Linked DNA regions of Mus musculus: regions 1, 2 and 3 are each linked to region 4. The links are chromatin contacts, called in public HiChIP or PLAC-seq maps. All regions are on one chromosome and are shown on one strand. Each heading gives the region's core, a stretch centred on a gene start, on an enhancer-like site or on the middle of the called end of the contact. The rest is flanking DNA. Distances are from core to core; before and after follow the strand shown. Region 1 overlaps Rora (RAR-related orphan receptor alpha). Region 2 overlaps Rora (RAR-related orphan receptor alpha). Region 3 overlaps Rora (RAR-related orphan receptor alpha). Region 4 overlaps Rora (RAR-related orphan receptor alpha).

Evidence for each region. HiChIP or PLAC-seq counts read pairs in DNA pulled down with a chosen protein or histone mark.
Region 1: a contact with region 4 is called in an H3K4me3 HiChIP or PLAC-seq map of the SCID.adh cell line, with 8 read pairs. The contact joins two enhancer-like sites. A contact is called at or near these places in 1 of 484 Hi-C or Micro-C datasets (nephron progenitors) and 2 of 115 datasets of contacts at active chromatin or transcription factors (the SCID.adh cell line and memory CD8 T cells).
Region 2: a contact with region 4 is called in an H3K4me3 HiChIP or PLAC-seq map of the SCID.adh cell line, with 26 read pairs. The contact joins two enhancer-like sites. A contact is called at or near these places in 2 of 484 Hi-C or Micro-C datasets (cerebral cortex and epidermal suprabasal cells) and 2 of 115 datasets of contacts at active chromatin or transcription factors (the SCID.adh cell line and fibro-adipogenic progenitors).
Region 3: a contact with region 4 is called in an H3K4me3 HiChIP or PLAC-seq map of the SCID.adh cell line, with 11 read pairs. The contact joins two enhancer-like sites. A contact is called at or near these places in 2 of 484 Hi-C or Micro-C datasets (epidermal suprabasal cells and nephron progenitors) and 2 of 115 datasets of contacts at active chromatin or transcription factors (the SCID.adh cell line and double positive thymocytes).

What each region holds. Positions count from the first base shown.
Region 1 is chr9:69,021,896-69,024,595 of GRCm38.p6, reverse strand. The region is part of intron 1 of Rora (RAR-related orphan receptor alpha); the gene reads right to left. Among named protein-coding and RNA genes, the nearest start is that of Gm31262, 200 kb to the right of the region's middle. Within about 2 kb of position 1,400, at least 15 of the 459 cell types and tissues checked have an H3K27ac peak or open chromatin away from gene starts, as enhancers often do. A contact at or near this core is called in the SCID.adh cell line, where this site is marked.
Region 2 is chr9:69,090,985-69,093,684 of GRCm38.p6, reverse strand. The region is part of intron 1 of Rora (RAR-related orphan receptor alpha); the gene reads right to left. Among named protein-coding and RNA genes, the nearest start is that of Gm46153, 210 kb to the left of the region's middle. Within about 2 kb of position 1,379, at least 111 of the 459 cell types and tissues checked have an H3K27ac peak or open chromatin away from gene starts, as enhancers often do. A contact at or near this core is called in the SCID.adh cell line, where this site is marked.
Region 3 is chr9:69,064,589-69,067,288 of GRCm38.p6, reverse strand. The region is part of intron 1 of Rora (RAR-related orphan receptor alpha); the gene reads right to left. Among named protein-coding and RNA genes, the nearest start is that of Gm46153, 240 kb to the left of the region's middle. Within about 2 kb of position 1,293, at least 4 of the 459 cell types and tissues checked have an H3K27ac peak or open chromatin away from gene starts, as enhancers often do. A contact at or near this core is called in the SCID.adh cell line, where this site is marked.
Region 4 is chr9:69,226,501-69,229,209 of GRCm38.p6, reverse strand. The region is part of intron 2 of Rora (RAR-related orphan receptor alpha); the gene reads right to left. Among named protein-coding and RNA genes, the nearest start is that of Gm46153, 78 kb to the left of the region's middle. Within about 2 kb of position 1,284, at least 19 of the 459 cell types and tissues checked have an H3K27ac peak or open chromatin away from gene starts, as enhancers often do. A contact at or near this core is called in the SCID.adh cell line, where this site is marked.

The DNA of each region.
Region 1 (2,700 bases), core at 151-2,650, 200 kb after region 4:
ACTGCTTTTCCAGAGGGCCTCGATTAGATTTCCAGCACTCACACAGTGACTCAGAGCATTTATAACTCCAGTTCCAGGGGATCCGATAGCCTCTTCTGGCTTCTCCAGGCCTCAGGAGCACAGTGCACAGATATACATGTAGGCAAAACACCCATCCATACACATAAAATCTAAAAAATAAATAACTATAAATTAAAAAAAAAAGATAATGAAAGAATAATCCTTTGGTAGTTCAAACTATGCATATGCTGGTTAATTTTTTTTTTCAATTTGATATAAGCTAGAGTTATCTGGGAAAAGGGAATCTCAAATAAGAAAGTGTTTCTATCTGATTAGCCTGTAGGCAAGACTGAAGGGCATTTTCTCGATTAATTGATGCGGGAGAATCTAGCTCACTGTGGGCAGTGCCATTCCACAATAGACGGTCCTGGGATGTGTAGGATAGCAAACTGAGCAAGGTAGGAAAAACAAGCCCATAAGCAGCACCTCTCTGTGGCTTCTGCTTCAGTTCCTGCTTCCAGGTTCCTGTTCTCCTTAAGTTCCTGTCTCTGCTTCCCTCTATGGTTGGCTGTAATTTTGAAATGCAAGCCAAATAAACCCTTCCCTCCCCTCATTGGCCCTAGTGTTTATCACAACAATAGGAAGCAAAGGAAGACAATTTGTCTACTCTCCCCTGAAAGGAAACTAAGTACAGCATCAGCGACCGTTCCAAACTGAGGATCACCAAGTGTAGCACTCAGCTCCATGTCTGACCCTGGGAGACGGGTCTAGACATGATGTTGGTAGCAATCTGAGTATCATGCAATAACCTAGAAAGGCTGACTCAGGCGTGGAGTCTGGGGGCGAGTTGAAGATTATGTTTTTCTCTGTGGCTGACCACAAGGATGGTGCACTTGACCCTGTCTGCTTTATTAGTCTGCACTTATCTTGCTGCTAGGCACAGCTATGGGGTAAGATGCAGAGGAGCTGTATGTAGTCTGTCAGGTTTCCCAGAGCACCCCATATCAAAGGGGTGAGATGTCTCCTGGCTTTTCAGGTTGTAAACCAGAGAGAGTTGCTTTAGCAGGGCAGCTCAAGCTTAGAATCACCTTTTATGGTCATATGGAAACCACAAGACAGACTGTATAGGCGCCTACAGAACCTCTGATTCACTCCCCCGGCTGCTGTTCTTTGTGCTATGAAGCTGAGCTAAGAACATGGGAGATGCTTTTCCTATGGCATCTAGGGACCAATACTTCTTCTCTTCTCAAAGCTGTCCATTAATGGGATTCAAATCGTCATGCTGCTGTGAGATTTAGCAAGGCTTCATTGCCCACCTGGTCAACTGGTCAGAGTTTGCATCATATAAGGGAAGCTGACAGTAGACACAGGAGCAGCTATGTTCTGCTTCATTTCCTTTACTCTATTATGAGACTTCCATCGTACAGAGAGAATTTGATTCTGAGTCCAGGGAATCACATGCCTGCTGCGTTATGCTTTATTGTTTGAACTTAAAAAAAAATCTGGGCATGGTAGCACATGGCTGTAATCTAGCCCTTGGAAGCCTGGGACAGGATGATATATTGCAAGCTCAAAGCCAACTGGGCTACACATAGAGACCCTCTGTCAAAACAAACTGGCCAGAGCTGAGAGATAGCTTTGTGGTTACGACAGAGTACTACTCTTCCAGGGGAGCAGAGTTCAGTTCTAGCATCCATGTTGGGCAACTCACAACTGCCTATAATTCCAGTTTCAGGGGGATCTGATGCCTCTGGTCTCTGAGGATACTTATACTCATGTACACATGCCCAGATTCAGATATGAACACCTACACATTAATTAATAAAAAATAAGTAAATCCTAAAGAGATACCAACCAACTAACCAACCAAAAGTCATTTTTGTATTAAACTGAACTAAGTCCACACTAAGGGCAGCTTTTGGGAGCAATTCTTTATATAGCCAATTGGTAAGTGTGATAAAGACCCTGGAGTTAAAAGTGTTAGCAACAACAGTGGATGGTTCTCTACTGTTTGTTAAGAGGGCAAATGGAACATGACTGGTTGGTCACCAGCTTTTGATAGGTCTGAAAAGCACAGATTAAAGCTGGGGCTAAGATGAAGTCAGTAGATGAATAAATACGGTGAGAAACCACCTTCCTGACATTCATCTGACACCATGGCTACTGTCACCATACACCTCATGTCTCCAGGGGAAAGCCTTCCAACACCTCTTACGACACAAGGGATTCTTCTCTCTCATCTGTGACACTCAATGCCACCCTCTTTGTGAAGGCCTGCCTTAGATTAGCCAGTTACCTGCTATGATTTGAGGTCTGGGTCCAGATCTCCTCAACAGAATTTCCTGAGGGGAGGATGACATTCATCACTGATTTAGAGAATCAGTGTATTTTCTTTTTCTTTTTCTTTTTCTTTTTCTTTTTCTTTTTCTTTTTCTTTTTCTTTTTCTTTTTCTTTTTCTTTTTCTTTTTCTTTTTCTTTTTCTTTCTTTCTTTCTTTCTCTCTCTCTCTCTCTCTCTCTCTCTCTCTTTCTTTCTTTCTTTCTTTCGTTCTTTCGTTCGTTCGTTCTTTCGTTCGTTCTTTCGTTCTTCCTTCCTTCCCTATCTCTCTCTCTCTCTCTTTCTTTCTTTCTTTCTTTCTTGTAGAAAAGTATTTAGTTGTCACAATAACAGGACAAAACTGAGTTTAGAAAAGTCCCTGAT
Region 2 (2,700 bases), core at 130-2,629, 140 kb after region 4:
TTATATACTTCCAGGGAACATAGTCTGAATTCAGCGAGGCGACTTCGCTGAGGGAACTGCCAGCTAACAATGATGACAGATGTTGTTGTCCCTAAAGGCAGATGCCACTTGGCCTAGGTTAGAAAGGTTTAAGAGACAGGAAGAAAAAAAAATAGAGATTTTTGATTTGCATCTAACACAGGTCATGCAATCCCGCAAAGGCTTTCTGTTTTATAACCCACTGGACATTCCCCAATTTCCCCAATGTCTTATTAGTTTGGTTCTCTCATTGTGACCATTTCACAGATGAAGCACTTTAATCTGAGAAAGATTAAGTCACTTCTCAAAAGTTATAAAACTAGGGGGCTAGGAAAATGACTCAGGGAGTAAACTATTTCCCCACATAGTCAAGAGGACCGGGGCAGTTTAGATCCCCAGCACCCTCGTCAAAGCCGGACAGGAGTGGTGGGCCATCTGTCAATTCAAGGTTAGGGAGCCTTGATTGGGTTAGGTTAGTTTTGGGGGATGGTCTTCCCCATCCCCCAAAACTTAGAGCTAGATCAGCCTGATCCAGCTTCAGTAAGGGGCCTGCTTTAGTAAAGAAAGTAGAGAGTGATTGAGGAAGACTCTGATAACATCAACCTCTGGGCTCCATGCATATGCACACCTGCATGTATGTGCATATTAACCACCACCCACCCCGTGGCAAACATACATATTCACAATGCATAAGCATATACAGAAACAAGTTACAAAACTAGTAAAGAGGACAGCTGGGTCTTTTGGATTCAGCAGGCCGAATTTACATCCCACCATGCTCTGGTGTTATAGACAATCTGGTGGTGAAGCGGGTGAGTGTGTGTGTGGTGGGATGTTTGCTCTGGATGTGGGGTTCTCAGGCTGGCTGGTTGTGATGGAGTGTAATCGGGAGAGGTGAACACAGCTTTTTCTTCGCCTAGATCAGCACTGTTCCAGATGAGTGTGAACGCAGCATGTTTGTAACTGTCAACTTTGAGGTTGGGGACTCCCTTGGACTTGCATCTCCCAGCAGCCAGGGTAGCATTTCTGGCTTGCATGCATCTTTAAAACCACACCCATGGGGGGCGGGGGGGGGGAGAGAAAACACAAGCAGTTGAGGTTTTGTCTGCTTCAGCTAGGACTTCATTGGCACCTACTGAGCCCTTGGCTTGATTTCCCCTCCGCCTAAAGGAGGCAGGACTGTGCCTGGCCAGTTCCCCGGTGTTTCTAAGGTGTCTCTTCAGCTTGGAGAGGCCCACAGAGTCCAGTGGAGTGGATTTCGTGACTCGGGTCAGCATGAGCTCCTCCCAGGCAAGTGGAGGGAGGGAGAACGAAAGTAGCTTTCCACAGCTCTGTAGGCTGAGCAAGCCAGCGACTTGGCCTTGGTGTCAAGTCAGTTATATAAGCTCTGGCTGCCTGCCTCCCTGGCGGGGGAAGGGACAGAAAGGAGCAGGAAAGGCCTTATTAGCATTGTGATAAGAAACTAGACAGAGAAAGCTTGCTGTCTTGAGAGCCTAGAGCCAGGCGCTTCCTATTTCATTCCACAGTTTTCAAGTCCTCCCTTGCACAGTAGGGGAAGCCAGCAGAGGGAACCAAGCTGGGACTTCCAGGCCCAACTTTATTAAACCTTAAAACAAGCCCTCTTCTAGCAAAATAGTTCAGTTGGTGGAATGTTTGCCCAGCATGTATGGAACCCTGGGTTCCATACCCAGCATTACATAGAACAGGGCAGAGTGGTGGTCATAATACCAAGAGACCAGAGGCAGGAGATCAGACGTTTAAGGTCATCCTTGACTACACAGCAGGTTTGAAGCCAGCCTTAGTTACATGAGACCCTATCTCAAAACAAACCAAATCGAAACACCCCACCCGCACCCCTTCTGCAAGTCTTCGGAAGACCAATGGTTAGGGACTTAGGAAAGTCAAGATGGATGAAGTCCAGGGTTGAAGACAGGCACCGTCATGCATTTTGCAGCCAGGCTTTGCCATCGGAAGCCTCCCTGGGGATGACTGAAAGATGGAAGCACCTCGGCCCAAGACTCCCGCCAGCTCCTTCCAAACCTTTCAATAAGGACAACAAAAATAATAACAATGTGTCCTCAACGGGGTCCTTTACTTTGAAGGTCTGTCTCTTTGGGTCACAAGAGTGACAGTCATCTATTTGTTTTTAACTGGCAGGATGGCCGTACAGATACTCCTTGTCACAGAAATCACTTTAATCACTTTCAATGGAGACGGTAGGCACTCCTCCACAGCTGCCACCCACCTTCCCAGCCAAGGGAAGAGACGTTTCCCTTTCTGCATCTGTCCCACAAACGTGGCCCTAAAACATTGCTCATGAGTGGCCCTAGACGAGAGAACTTGTAAGGAAATGCTCATTCCAGCTAGTAATAAAAATGAAAATTAACGCAACCTCAGAGGGGTCTTTTCATTTTTGTCTTACAAACTAATATTCTTGATGCTGGTCAGGCTGCACTGAACCTGAGAGACTTAGGCTGTAAATCAGCATAATTCCTCACTAAAGAAACACCCGTGCTTTGTAACAGGAATCAGAAGATGCACTTCACCCTGACTCAGTAATCCCTCTCTTGGGGATTTATACTAATGAAACCATCTGACAAGCAAAAAGCTACACAAACTGCCCTAGTGTTGCTACTGATCAGCTCTAATCTCCCTCTCTCCCCGTCCTCCTCCCCGTCTCTC
Region 3 (2,700 bases), core at 44-2,543, 160 kb after region 4:
TATAATGTAGATCAATAATTAGCCTCAACTCATTGAGTTGTAAGATTTTTGAGTATGTTAGATATATAGACATTTATTAATACTTAAGCTATGATGGCTGTTATTAAATTGTGTTATTAATATGGAATTATATGGCAAGTCTTGTACATTAGTAAGCATTCGAGAACCCAATAATCTTCTCTTATTCTGGCCAGCTGTATTGTAGTATTGTATTTCATAGCAGAGTGTGTATGTGTATGTGTATGTGTATGTGCCAGGGCACATTTGTGGGAATCAGAGGACAATGTTGTGGGACTTTCCCTCCACCTTTATGTGGGTCCTGGGGATCGAACTTAGGTTGTCAGGACTGACTAGCTATCATCTTGGCTCTCTGAGCCACCTCATCAGTTCATAGCATAGCATTAAGATGGATGGATATGAGGGGCTTGAATTCTAGCTCTGATTTTGCCAGTGAATGGATAAGGCAAATTAGATTCCCAAGAGCCAGCATACAGTTCTGTCAAGTGTATGCATGGATGCCTTCTAAAAGCCTCTTGATATTTCTATAATGTGGTATCTTTTGTGGTACCCACTGCTCAAACTAAAATGTTAACACAAGTGATGGAGGTTTGAGTTTCAGGGGTCCAGGAACATTTTCCTTGGGTGCAGCCTTCTCTCTCTCTAAGGCCCCTCTTCCTCCAGGCCCAGCCAGGGAGGGTTGGAGACGCTGGAGACTGCTGTAACACCTCCCTCCTGGATGCTCTAGCTAATTTCTCTGCATTTCTAATAAATGTTTTGGGCTGTGACATGTTGCTTTGAAACATACTTTCCAGTGGGGAAGTTGGATCTGTCAGAAGTCATCTAACTCCACTGCTTTTGATTTTTTGGTAAAAGCCCAAGAGGGAAAAATAAGTGAGGGCTGAAAAAAATTTCTTTAGGGCAGAGGAAACTATACACTCGGTGGCTGGCAATGATCCTGAGCACAAGCATCCACTGCAGAATTGACTCTGTGAGGAGGATGTCCTGACACCCAAGTACAGCAGCAGCAGCAGCAGCAGCAGCAACGAAGCCAGGCCAGAATGATGTGGACCAAACACTGCTGATGTGTTTTCTTAAAGGCCTCTTTCAACCCAACTCATAACACCCATCAGTGTCACTAAATGGGAGCTTCTAAATGATGTTTCCTGTCTTTGCTCCCAGGGAGTTGGCATGATAATGAGAAGATCTTTGGTTATCTGGAGGTTATGACTAGCATCTGTGGTTTCATCTGTATTCTTACCAGTGAGTCCCATAATAACGTTGCAAAGGCACTGTCATGCTCATTTTGAAGACTTGGGGGAAACCACAATGCTCTAGGGATCAGCAGGTGACAGCAGCACTAGGACCTGAGTTCCTCCCTTGTCCCACAGCCCTCCTTATTCAGAGCACACCTCATGAGCTAAAGGAGAGAAGTTTAGGCTTAAAGGTGTCAAGGAGAGAGTGGTGTCAGCATGAGGGGCTCTGCCTTTCAGATGGATTCTTTCCTACCTGAGCTGAGAAGACTACGGACACACCACTTAACATCTAGTGAGGACTCCTTTAGCAAGAGTGTGTCCAGTGCCATTTCTGAATTCTAGAAATAATCCCAAACCTTGGAATGACAAAGCTAACCCAAGGTTTAGGTAGGAAATTGCCTGTACCAGTGGCCTGAGTGGCCACTACTTGTTGAAATGGGTGTGGTTCCTCCTAGGTCTGTGCCTTTATTTTAATTACTATTTTTTATGGCAAGGTCTGTGGTAGCCCAGGCAGAGCTGAAATTTGCTATGTAATGGAGGATGATGTCAAACTCCTTCTTCTCCTGCTTCTAGCTCTCAGGTGCTGGGATTATAAATGTGAACCACTGTGCTCTGATTTTTGCATTGTTAGATACCAAATCTAAGTCTTTGTGAAGGCTAAGAAAACATTCTAGCAACAGAGATACCTCACAAGTTGAATTCTGCAATGTGTGTGTGTGTCTGTGTGCACACGCAAGTGCGTGTGACTATATTGTGGGGATGCATTCATGTGTATGATTGGTGAATACTCATGTACTTGTGATATGGAGACCAGTTATTGATATTGGATATCTTCCTCAAAAGCTCTTTACCTTATTTTTTGAAACAGGGTCTCCCACTGAAGCAAATCAATATGTCTGTGTTGCCTGGCCACTCAGCTCCAGGGAATCAGCTCGTTTCACCTCCCCAGTGCTGGGATTACAGATGTGTGCCACTATGCCCAGTTTTACATGGGTGCCAGAGATCTGAACACAAGTCCTTATGTTTACATAGCACGGAAACACTTTACCAACTGAGCTATCTTCCCTAGCTTCAGTGCTTTAAAAAAAATACCTTCAGTTTTCAAAGCCATAACCCCATGCTAATGTGAAGAGACAGTTCCACAAAGCTCTATAGACAAACTCACAGCCCTTGTCTGCATTTCCCATGCCCCTAGGGCAAGGTCTTCTCCCTTCCCTCAGCAGAAGCTCCTGGTATTTACCTTCACATCTTTAAATAACAAGCTTTGGCAGCTACCTCTTGACTCTTCTGTTTTAGGCTTTGTCTACTGACCATCCACAGTCTCTCTGTTCGATAGTCCCACCTTCAGTACTTTGATGGACATTTCTGGCCCTCTTTCCTCTCTCCACATCCCTCCAGTACAGCTCTGTCAGATGTGTGGTTGGATCTACAGCTTGTACTTGTGTCT
Region 4 (2,709 bases), core at 35-2,534:
TTCCACTCCGCTTTAAACACGTGAAAACATTCAGGCCTCCTGGCCTCAGTAGAACTCACTGTGAACTTTGACGGGGGTCAGAGGAGCCTTCATCTCAGGCTGCGGAGGCTTTATCTGAAATGCAGGCAATCAGGAGTGTGCAGGATTTCTGATATTTTGGGCATATTTGCATATACTTATAAATAGGTAATTCTATACAGCAATTTTTAAAATGTGCCTGCCTTTCTATCTCAATGAGGTCAGGTGTAGAACATTCTAGATGTGGCAGGCTGTGCTCCAGAGGTTTTGGGCTTTGGGCTTAGTAGAGATGCTTAGATTATATCATTTCTTAACTTCATTTTGTTCTTAATTTTTATGATTTCTTTTTTAGATTAATTTAGTGTGTGTGTGCGCGCGCGTGCACGTGTGCATGTATACACACCACAATAGGTATTTGTGTGGTAATTAGAGGACAACTTTCAGAATTCCTCCCGTGATGTGGGTCTTAGAGATCCAAGTCAGGTCACCAGGCTTGGCAGGGAAATTCAAGCCTTTGGTGTACATAGATCATTTTCTTTGCAAATCTGGCTAGCAAAATATTGGGCTTAAGTTCATATTTTTTAATTATGGGAAAGCATGGTAACTGATCTTTTGTGTGCCCTGTGTAAACGTTTGTGCAGAAGGACTGAGGTGGGAAAAGCCACCTTACAGAGTAAGCACAGAAAACAGGTTGTCATAACTCATGAGGGGGACAAATGCAGCATATTCTAAGAAGGGCACACATGTTAAAGCATGTTTGTCATGAAATCTGACCATATCCATCTCCTAAAAACCAGCCTTCCCAGGAAGAGAATCTGTCCCCATTTACCTTGGAAAAGGCTCTTATTTTTATTTATAATTAGCCTAGTCTGATGATGAAAACAAAGGCCTATCCATCCTTTACACTCTGTAGGCATCCCGACTCTTTAGGTGGCAGAGGGAAGAGACTCCCAGCAATCAATCCCTGGTGTAGTTGTGCTGAGCACACAGAGGCAGAGGAGCCAAGCAAGGTAACTCTACCACACACTTACCGCTTAACCTTGCAGCTGGTAGCAGGGCACAAGCCTGTTGCCAACTCCCGAAGAATGCTTTCTCAATCTGCATCCCACTCTGAGGTCAAAGCCATCACAGGTGCTTTTGGCCAGCAAATGCTTGTAATCTCAGAAGCAAACGGGACTGCCAAGTTCACGTTGCCATGACTCTGAACATGGTACACCATTTCCCACTCCAAGTCGGAGCCTGCAACTCTTATGGCTGTTCAGCCAAGAGCTCTGTTGGTACCATTCTGACTCACACACACTGGCTACAGTCGTGGAGCAGGTGAAGGACTTAAGTGTCACTAAGTTGGTTTCCAGTTGCTTCCAGGAAAAAAAAAAGATCACTGGCACACAAAATTCTTGCTCCTAACACGTGACACTTCCCTCCTGTGCTCACAAGCCACGGGAAGAGAGAGAGAGAGAGAGAGAGAGAGAGAGAGAGAGAGAGAGAGAGAGAGAGAGAGAGAGAGAGAGAGAGAGATATCTTAGCTTTTATTGCAGTGTCTACACTTTGAGGGGGTCAGACACAACAGAAAGCTAGAGACCCCAGAGACTTACACACTATGGGGGTGGGGCATACAACCAAAGCAAAGCAAACCACTTTCTGTGTAACTGAAAACTCTGCCAAGCACCTTAGCCCTGACATGCCATGTGTGACTCTCCCAACTTCAGAACATTCTGTTTTAGACGTTGTCAACCAGCCTGACGCTGTATGCTGCTTTTACGGGGTTGATATACATCTACCAGAAAGGAGGCCAAGAGGAAAGACTTTAAAACTACCCTCTACCTTCTGTAGGAGATCTGATCTCTCCTGACACAGATCCCCCATCTTGCCCCTGGGCATTTCCCCCTGCCTTGGACTGGCTCTTTGAACCAGTTCCCCCACCCCCATCAAAGGCACTGAGGTAGCAGATTCACCTTGACACAGACTTTGGCCAACAGATGGGTTTGTTGTTGTTGTTTTTGACATTTACACGTGATTGTATATATTGGCATTATGCATATCCTCTCCCATCTGGGATTTAGTCTCCAGAGCATAAACTAAACCTAGAAGTTTCTGGTCACACATTTTGAGGTGTGTGCATGCACCACAGTCAGGCTCTGGGAGGTGAGCTCCAGCCACTGGCACCAGCCACAGCTTTGATCTTTTTGGGTTCCAGGAGTTAGCAAAAGCTTTATCTCAATGATGAAAATCATCTTTAGAAGTGGGTGCTGGGGTTCTGAGAGTGAGTATCATTACTGAAAAAACACATTTTCCTTTTACACAGAGAAACAGACAGCCATGCACTAAAGAGCCAAAAAAAAAAAAAAAAAAAAAAAAAAAAAAAAAAGTTCAGTTGCCACAAAACAAACAAATATTCAGCACAGGCTTCAGGAAGTTTCCAGAAGATCAAAGAAGCTTTTCTCTATTGAGATCGCTCGCTTGGGAACATGTCTGCCTTCTACCTTGGCTCTCAGGCTGCTGCTGGTTTTTATACATCCACCTCAGGAGGGCATTCCAACTTCAGCTTATTCATGAAGTGGCCCCAGAGAAGGAGGTCCAAGAAAGCCCTCTGGGGCTGGGATTGGGGCAGGGCAGAGCGTGCATGAATTGCAGCACTTCTATCTGAAGTGGTTTCCAGGCAAGGCTCCTGTTCACACTCCTGCACTAACT